Linked DNA regions of Sus scrofa: region 2 is linked to region 1. Evidence: chromatin contacts called from public HiChIP or PLAC-seq data. All regions are on one chromosome and are shown on one strand. The core of a region is the stretch at or near the end of the contact, and the rest is flanking DNA. Distances in the headings are between cores, read along the strand shown. Region 1 overlaps CUX1 (protein CASP). Region 2 overlaps CUX1 (protein CASP).

Region 1 (4,012 bases), core at 468-2,967:
GTCTGAAGGCCTGTCTTGAGGCCAAGCTGTGAGCTTTCTCTGGTCTGTTAAGGCTACTGTGCCTAGTTCAGCGGCTAGAAGGCTTCTAAGCGTTGGTGGGCTTCTGTTTTGCTCCCCCTTCCTGGAAGCCTAGACCTTACTGTGCCCGAGGGAGCAGAGGTAACTTGGGTGTCAAGCTGCCAGTTTGAGGCTGGAAGTCACACATTTCCAAGATCCCAAATGTAACGTACACGGGAAGGCTTTACGTCTCTGGCGACACTGGTTTTCTAGGAGACACGTCTGTTTTGTCTTTCACAGCAGTCTTTTGGGGGCTCCTTCCAGCCAGGCTGGGACCTGGGAGGAACATGTTGGGAATTGTCTTCAGAGAGGCTTTTCCTGAAACGCCTCAGACACTGGCCTCATAGTGCAGGGGCCTTGGTTGTGACAGAAAGAAGGGAGGTGTGTGGGCTTTGGAGCCTGAGGCCTGGTACTAGGTGGTAAAAGATGGGACCTTCTTAACTGGGTTATTAAAAAACACAAAGAAGGGAGTTCCCATCGTGGCTCAGTGGTTAACGAATCCAATAGGAACCATGAGGTTGCGGGTTCGATCCCTGGCCTCGCTCAGTGGGTTCAGGATCCGGCATTGCCGTGAGCTGTGGTGTGGATCGCAGATGTGACTTGGATCTGGCGTTGCTGTGGCTCTGGCTGTGGTGTAGGCCGGCGGCTACAGCTCCGATTCAACCCCTAGCCTGGGAGCCTCCATATGCTGCGGGTGCGGCGCTAGAAAAGGCAAAAAAAAAAAAAAAAAAAAAAAAAGCCCACAAAGAGGGAGAATCTGTGAAGTGCTGCTCTGTAAATGGGAGCTCCTAACCATGGTGTCCTTGGGGGACTAAGGTATGGCAGCCCCAGCTCGTGTCCACGTGGCACCTCGTTCTCAGCCGAGGCTTGTCACACTCAGGGACTAGAACGGCCTCAGCCTGGCTCTGCTGATCTCCTGCCCTGGTCCCCCCAACCCCATTATTCTCGACTCTCGCCTGTAATCGTCCCCAACACATGGACGCCCCGCTTCCTGCCTCAGATCTCCTCTCCCCCTTTCGCAGGGTGGGACCCTGTCCCTTGGAGCCCCCGGCTCAGCCCCTGCCTCCCTAAGAAGCCCTTTCTGCCCTCCGGGCCCCAGCAGCCCGGTCTCCTCGGCAACCCCTTATTCCTCTGCGGTGATCCTGAACCCCCTTCGTCTGGCCCGGTGGCCTTGCCTGCCAGGGGCCGCCTAGGGGGCTGTGGATTCTTTCTCGGCAGCGTCTCAGGTCTCCTCGGATGACGGAGAGGAGGCTTGGCGAGAGGTAGTGTTTTACCTCAGTGTGCAGGTGGCACAGTGGGCGTGTCCCAATTTAAGTCACGGCGCTCAGTCTGGTACTTCGTGTGCTCCCCCTGCGTAAAGAGACCCCCGAGGTCAGCTGCAAGCGTGCCAGTCGCCACCAGTCTTAAGTCCTTGGGATACGCACCCATCAGAAGGTTAGTGCTCCGTGGCAGCTTGTTCCTCTCATCGGAGCTGCGTCTTCATCCGCGCTCTCTGAGCTCCGTCGTCGCTGGTCCGAGCCAGTGTTCTCCACTCCCCCAGCGAGGGCCCTAAACACGGGCCGGTCGGGGAGTCGCCTGGGTCTGCAAAGGGAGGGGACGTCACAGAGCGATGACGCGGGCGGACAGACCTCACCGCCTCTGGCTGGAAACCCTTCCAGGGCTGGGCCTCTCCCACCGGACAGACGCAGCCACACAACCTGTTTCCTGCAGGCCCAGGGAACGCTTCCTCCTTGCGGTCGCTGGCTTCCAAAGCGGCCCCACTTCAACTGCCTCTCCGGCGTGGGGACGTTGGGGCGGCGGGGGGGCCCTGCCGCGGGGCCACTGCCGGGGCGCTTGAGGAAGCGCCTAGGGACCTCTCTTCTCCCGGTTCCCTCTTCATCCTTAAACCGAAACTGCTTTCTTGCAGCCAGAAGAATCCTGTGACCCCTCCGCATCCTCCTTGACCTCCTGGTGTCCCCTCGCTCTGGGGCTGCCGCCTCCTTGGCTCCCCCACGTGCAGCCCACGGGCCCCTGGGTGTTCGGACCTGCCCGCCCCCCCCAGCAGCCTCCTCCTCCATCCTCTCCCTTCTGCCTCTGCAGGCCTGCTCGGCTCAAGTTCCTGTTTCTGTTTGAATGAAGCCCTTCCGACCCCCTCCAGCGGGTGGAATCTGTCCTTCTCTGACCCCTGGGGCACTCCGGGGCTGCCCTATATTTCTGCCCTGGCCGCACCCAGGACGACTGTCCTCTGGGTCTTTGTTTTGTGCAGGGGGGTCAGCTTCTCTGCGCAGGGGCTGTGCTTGCCTCGGGCCTCGGCACCTCCCACGGTGCCACGCATAGAATAGGCACCGCATTCAATAAATGTCATAGTTTTGAAATACCTCTTGAAATAAAAAGAAATGCTTTTTTTTTTTTCCAGGAGTCAAAATGCATGGCTTTCATCCACTTTCAACACATAAAAGATGTTTTCAACACAGAAAGGCCTTTCACCGCTCTTACTTAATAGTCGGCTTTTGGAATGATGTGGACTAGAATGAAAGATGAACGCCTCTGAAATCAGCTGTTTTGAATTAAATAAAGCAGCGTGAGGTTGGAATCAGGTGAAGCAGGAGGCTGGGACTTAACCAGTGGCGGATGGATGTGCTGGGCGCAGAGGGCCTGGTCTCCCCACGCCGGAGGTGGGAGGGGCTGACCCAGCTCCTCCGGCCCCACTCGGCCCGGCCGACTAGGCTGTCCCCCCATTACCAGGAACGACATAGCCCTCCTGTGGCTTCGCAGAATTGCAGGGAGGCTTCAGAATTGCTCCTTTTGTTTTTGGATTTTTGGGGGGCGGGGGAACGGGGCAGGGTTTTTCCCCCTTAGCTGTTCCTGGTGATTTTTGGAGATCGGTCATCAGTAAGGATGCCGAGGCCAGGGGCGGGGTGTCTGGCTGCGGGAGCCGGCGTGGAGGCCCTCGCGGCTCTGTGGAGTCCGCCTGCGTGTTGGGCGAATTGTGCATCCGCGTCTGTGCCCTCAGTTTTCCTGCCTGCTCCACCTCGAGCACGGTGGCTAGGGTGCGCTGTGTCTAGCAGCCAGCTGTGCAGTGTCTGTACGACTAGCCGTCCACGTGCAAACTGACGGAAGACACTAAACCCGAAGCCTCACCAGACCTGCCGAACTGACCTCCTTCTCAGTGAGGCCAGGGGAGCCCCCCTCTGCCCCGAGGCAGGCTATTTCATGAGCTTCACCAACAGATGAGGGGTTCTTGTCTCCATTCTGGCTGGGGACGAGCTGCGGCCTTGCCTTTGACCAGCTGACAGAACTAACCTGAAGGTTCTGGCCTCCAGGTGGGCCGGCTTGTGATAAATCGAACGGACAGCCTGCAGCTGGCCTCGTCCCCTCCCAGTCCCACGTTTCCTCCTGTCAGGCTCATCCCCTGGCCCTGGGTGCTGGCAGGTAGTTCTTGCGGGAGCCGAATGGCCCCCTTAGGGCCAGCCATTCCCCAGGCGCTGTCTGGGGGATCACTTGGGGCCGTTCGGGTGGTGCTGTCCCGTGGGGACCCACATTTGCATCAGTGACCCCAGGTCTGACACTTGACTGAGTGTGGGAGCGAGCATCGCAGGCAGCTCCGCGCGCTGCGGGGCTCATGCCGCAACAAGGGGTGTCTCAAGCCGGACAGTGTACTTCAGCTGTTTTCAAGGAGTAGGGTGCACGACCAGGGCACAGATTTACAAAAAATGCAGTGTCTAGATCCCTCAAGGTTATGACAAAGCGAAGGCCGCTTCTGGCAAGCAAGTGGACCACAGTCTCACCCACGGCGTTTTGGTTTCTGTTTTGGGGGCGCTGGCGGGGATCCCACTGTAGGGACTTCGGCCTGCCCTGGTTGGTTGTACTTCCGTCAGGTCTCAGAGGGCCCCTTCTGGCCCCTTTCAAGCCAGCAGCCCCTCTTGGCCCCTCCCCCCCGACCGCCTCTTCTGCAGTGACTTGTGGTCACGTGAGC
Region 2 (4,012 bases), core at 842-3,341, 270 kb after region 1:
TTAAAATACCGTGATGGTGGTATCTAAACGAAAAATGTTTCTCTGGATCAGGAAAGACTAGAAAGTGCCTGTCAAAATGAAAAGAAAGACGATCATATAGTGGCAAGATTGTGGGCGGTAGTTTTCCTTGTTTGAAATTTCTTTACTACCAGTGTTTTCCTTTCAAGAGGGTTTCTAAAAATTAAAGTAGCTGTGCCTTTCAGTATGTGGAATTTAGATTTGAGAATTAGAGTTCTCTTATAATGATGAGTGTCGGTTAAGTCGTTGGGATGAGTGACTCTGGAAGACTCCAGAATCTTCTTGGGCAGCTTAAAAAATCAGCGTCTCTGAGGAAGCGTTCAGCACTGCTCCCCCAAAGGCAGGTTCGCACACCTCTGGCCTGGAATTTCTCCAGGATTCTGATTCCCTGCTCTCTCCGTGGTGACCAAGAGGCCCCCAGACCCAAAAGGATGTTCTGTCCTTGGCGCCAGGAGGCCTCTGCCGAGGGCAGCTCAGCACGGTGGAGCCAGATGGCTGCAGGGAGGTAATTCTAACCCTGGGCTGGTCTGTCGCTGAGCATTGATGGGGAGCCCTCGGCGTTTGAGATTTCAGGCTACCGAACCGACCTGGCCATGGGTTTCGCCTCCCAGGTGGAAGGGCCATGGGAGACCCGCCCTCCGGCCACAGCCCAGGTCTGAGCAGAGATGGCGCGGCTCCCATGCCTGGCTCTGCCCGTAGTTACCATGGCGATGAGGTGCCCTGGGAGTGGAGGGCCTCGCTCATCTAAACAGCAAACTGCTGACACGGGAATGTTTTCCTCACTGAGGATTCCTGTCGGCCTCTCTCTGCCCAGCTCTGCTGCCCTCGCCATCTCCGTTTTCCCTAAGATCGGTATCTCAGACTTGCCCATGGGTTTTACGGTAAAGGAGAGAGAGAGGCTGCAGGGTCTAGTGCGTCTTCGTTTTTTTTCCTCCCGGAGGATGTCACCGTTTCTAAATGCTCCTTTGATGATCCCAGCATTGGGGTGAATGGGCTTGGACATGGGGGGACATCCGTGCTGTTTTCAGCAAGTGACCCATGCTGATTTTGGAAGCTATTGATGCCTCGATGAAGAGTAAGGAGAACAGAGGGGGAGTGATTTTAAAAAAAGAAAGAGAGAGAGAGAGAGAAAGAAAGAGAAAGAAAGAAAGAGAAGAGAGAGAAAAAGAAAAAGCAAAAACGGTTTGCAAAGGACAGGACTTCAGAGCAGTTACCTGCTCCTCTGTTCCCTGTAGTCCGGTTTCCCACCAGCAGTTCTGAGCTGGCGTCTCGGGCTGCCTTTGCCCTAATGCAGCAGGCCTGTCTGAAGGCGGAGGCGCAGGGGTGCTTTGGGCTCGGTTTTCGGGGTCTCCCTTTCGTCTGTCTCCCATCCCAGCTCTTATCCATTAGTGGCCCCACACTGCTGACTGTAGCAACACGCCAGGCGCAGGGGGCGCGCTCTCAGAAGAAGGGAGGGGCCCCATCAGCCTGGTTTTCTTCGAGTGTGGCCCCCAGTGTTTGCTTATCGGTTAGCAGGGCTGTTGTGGGATTTTGTTGTCGTTTGGTTGGTTGGTTGGTTTTTGGTTTTGGTTTTGGTTTTTTGGCCGCACCTGTGGTACGTGGAGTCTTCCAGGGCAGGAATTGAACTCAAGCCATAGCTGGATCCTCTACCCGCAAAGCCACCAGGGAATTCCGACAGGGTTTTTTAAAAGGAAGAAAACCATGAGATGGAATGAAGGGGTGTGTGTCTGTGGGTAGGTAGGTACATAGATATGATCTGAGATTGGATTTTTTTTTTTCCTTTTCATTCCTTAAAGCTCATTTCTTATTCATGGCTCCTTGGTGTGATTAATCTATTTGCCCCAAGGGAAAGGAGACAGGAGACGACTCTCAAAGGGGGAGAAGGAAAGAGGAAGGAACAAATTTTCCTGGATGCGACTTAGTCATTGCATTAGGGAGAACGCAGAGAGGAGTCACCCGCCACCCACACCCACCGACTCAGCCTTGTGACTTTGTGCTGGGGGAGTGTTTCGTTGCAGTAGCTAACAAGCTTCCCTGCCAGCTGTACTAAGGGAGAGGCTGGCCTGGCCTCTTCGGATTAATTATAAAGTACCCAGCTTTTTCCCAGCGTGTCAGGCAGGAACTGTGGCTTCCAAGTCTCCGCCCATGGAGAATTCCATGGCTCCACGTCGCTGTTCTCACACAGCAGAGCACCAGTTGCCTCTCGAGAAGGCGGCAGCTGTTAGTCCATCTCTAACGTGGGTGGTCCCGTGTGACCCTCCCTGACACGGGGACCACAGGGTAACAGGCTGTATGTGGCCGTACGCAGCCCCCTCCCCGCCCCCAGTAGGGACAGGCCAGCTTTCCTTCTTGACCTGCGTAATGGCTCCGCTTGGTACCCACGGACCGACCCGGAGGACGTGTTTACCGTTTCAGCGCTTTGAACTCAGCAATAGGACCCTGATGCAGCTTCCTTGAATAAGCAGTCAGTTCCTCAATTCTAATGACTAAGTCAGGGAGGGGCAGTGGGATAACACATTAAGAGGAAAAGGAAAGGGCTTAGCTGTACCCCCAGAAGATTCCATGGCGCCGTCTCAAGCAGGCAAGACGCTTCATTCATTGCCCTAGACTCGGTCTGATCTGCTTTGTTTTGTTTTTCTTTCTTTCTTCTTTTTTCTTTTTCCCCCGCTTCTCTTTCATGGAAATAAATCAGGAAAGTAACTGTTGATGCTCTCTAAAAAGAATTATCCTTGGGAGTACCCTGGTGGCCTAGCAGGTTGAAGATCCGACCTTGTCACTGCTGTGTCTTGGGCTGCTGCTGTGGCACAGGTTTGATCCCCCCTGGTGGAGCCATAAAAAAATATATATATATATTCTTACCCTCATTTATTTTGAATAGCTGAAAAGATTCATATATACATAACTGATTTATACATGGCCATAGACAACAGCAGAAACAAAAGAGAATTCTGGATGTGTCCTCCCTAAGCAGGGGCCACTGCTCTTTTTTCCTGGGGCTGAGCTTCCTGCACCCACTCACTGACTATGAAGTTGGCCGCAAGAGGAACCAAGTGCCCATTCATTTCTCTTTCTTGAGTGGACCCTGCATGAGGGCATTTTACTTTCATCCAGATAAAGGAATCCTCTGTTCTAAGATCAGAAAAGACAGGTTTCTGGGATCAGGCACAACCCACCTTACTGTCGTCTGTCACGTGGTACGTATGTGCTCAGGCCCATGGCGGGGGGTGGGGTGGGGCGTAGTGCTGAGGGCGCCCCAAGGGGGAAGCTGGGCCTTGAAGGGCAAAGGGGTCGGGGAGAAGGACATTCCCGGGGGAAAGCTCTGTGTGGGCAGAGGTTCATTGATGGGTGAGGACATGGTATGTGTGTGGAAGCTTTGGGAAATAGTGAAAATATTAGAAGCCCCTAGTTCAGAGGTCTTTTTTTTTTTATTACTACTATTTTTTATTTGATAGGCCGCACCCGCGGCATATGGAGGTTCCCAGGCAAGGGGTCCAATCAGAGATGTAGCTGCCAACCTGTGCCGCAGCCACAGCAACACCAGGTCTGAGCCACATCTGGGACCTACACCATAGCTCATGACAGTGCCGGATCCTTAACTCACTGAGCGAGGCCAGGGACCGAACCCTCCTCTTCATGGATACGCATTGGGTTCTTAACTTGCTGAGCCACAGTGGAAACTCCATTTTTTTTTTTTTATAAAGCAAAAGTCCCTAATTTATTTTTTTAAAAGCCTTTTATTCTTTTGAAATACTAGAGGCAAAGTGGATTACAGAAGAATTTTGTCCTTTATGTAGGTTACACTATTGCTGCCTTGAGGCGGATACAATAAGAAAAATAATGGACAGCAGGACAGAAGGGGGCTCCTTGTTCCTTTGGGGTGCCCTGCGTGCGTGGCAGCACCGGGCCCAGGATGCTCGGCCTGCCCTGTCTCACCCCCAAAGCCTCCTTCCTGCGGGGGGCGGCTCTTTCCTGAGAGGAGAGGCTTCCAGGGTGC

Evidence for each region. HiChIP or PLAC-seq counts read pairs in DNA pulled down with a chosen protein or histone mark.
Region 2: a contact with region 1 is called in an H3K27ac HiChIP or PLAC-seq map of alveolar macrophages. The contact joins two enhancer-like sites. A contact is called at or near these places in 2 of 2 datasets of contacts at active chromatin or transcription factors (alveolar macrophages and skeletal muscle).

The regions. Positions count from the first base shown.
Region 1 is chr3:9,344,019-9,348,030 of Sscrofa11.1, forward strand. All of the region lies in intron 1 of CUX1 (protein CASP), which reads left to right. Among named protein-coding and RNA genes, the nearest start is that of CUX1, 29 kb to the left of the region's middle. Within about 2 kb of position 1,718, at least 40 of the 83 cell types and tissues checked have an H3K27ac peak or open chromatin away from gene starts, as enhancers often do. A contact at or near this core is called in alveolar macrophages, where this site is marked.
Region 2 is chr3:9,610,095-9,614,106 of Sscrofa11.1, forward strand. The region is part of intron 14 of CUX1 (protein CASP); the gene reads left to right. Among named protein-coding and RNA genes, the nearest start is that of SH2B2, 59 kb to the right of the region's middle. Within about 2 kb of position 2,092, at least 10 of the 83 cell types and tissues checked have an H3K27ac peak or open chromatin away from gene starts, as enhancers often do. A contact at or near this core is called in alveolar macrophages, where this site is marked.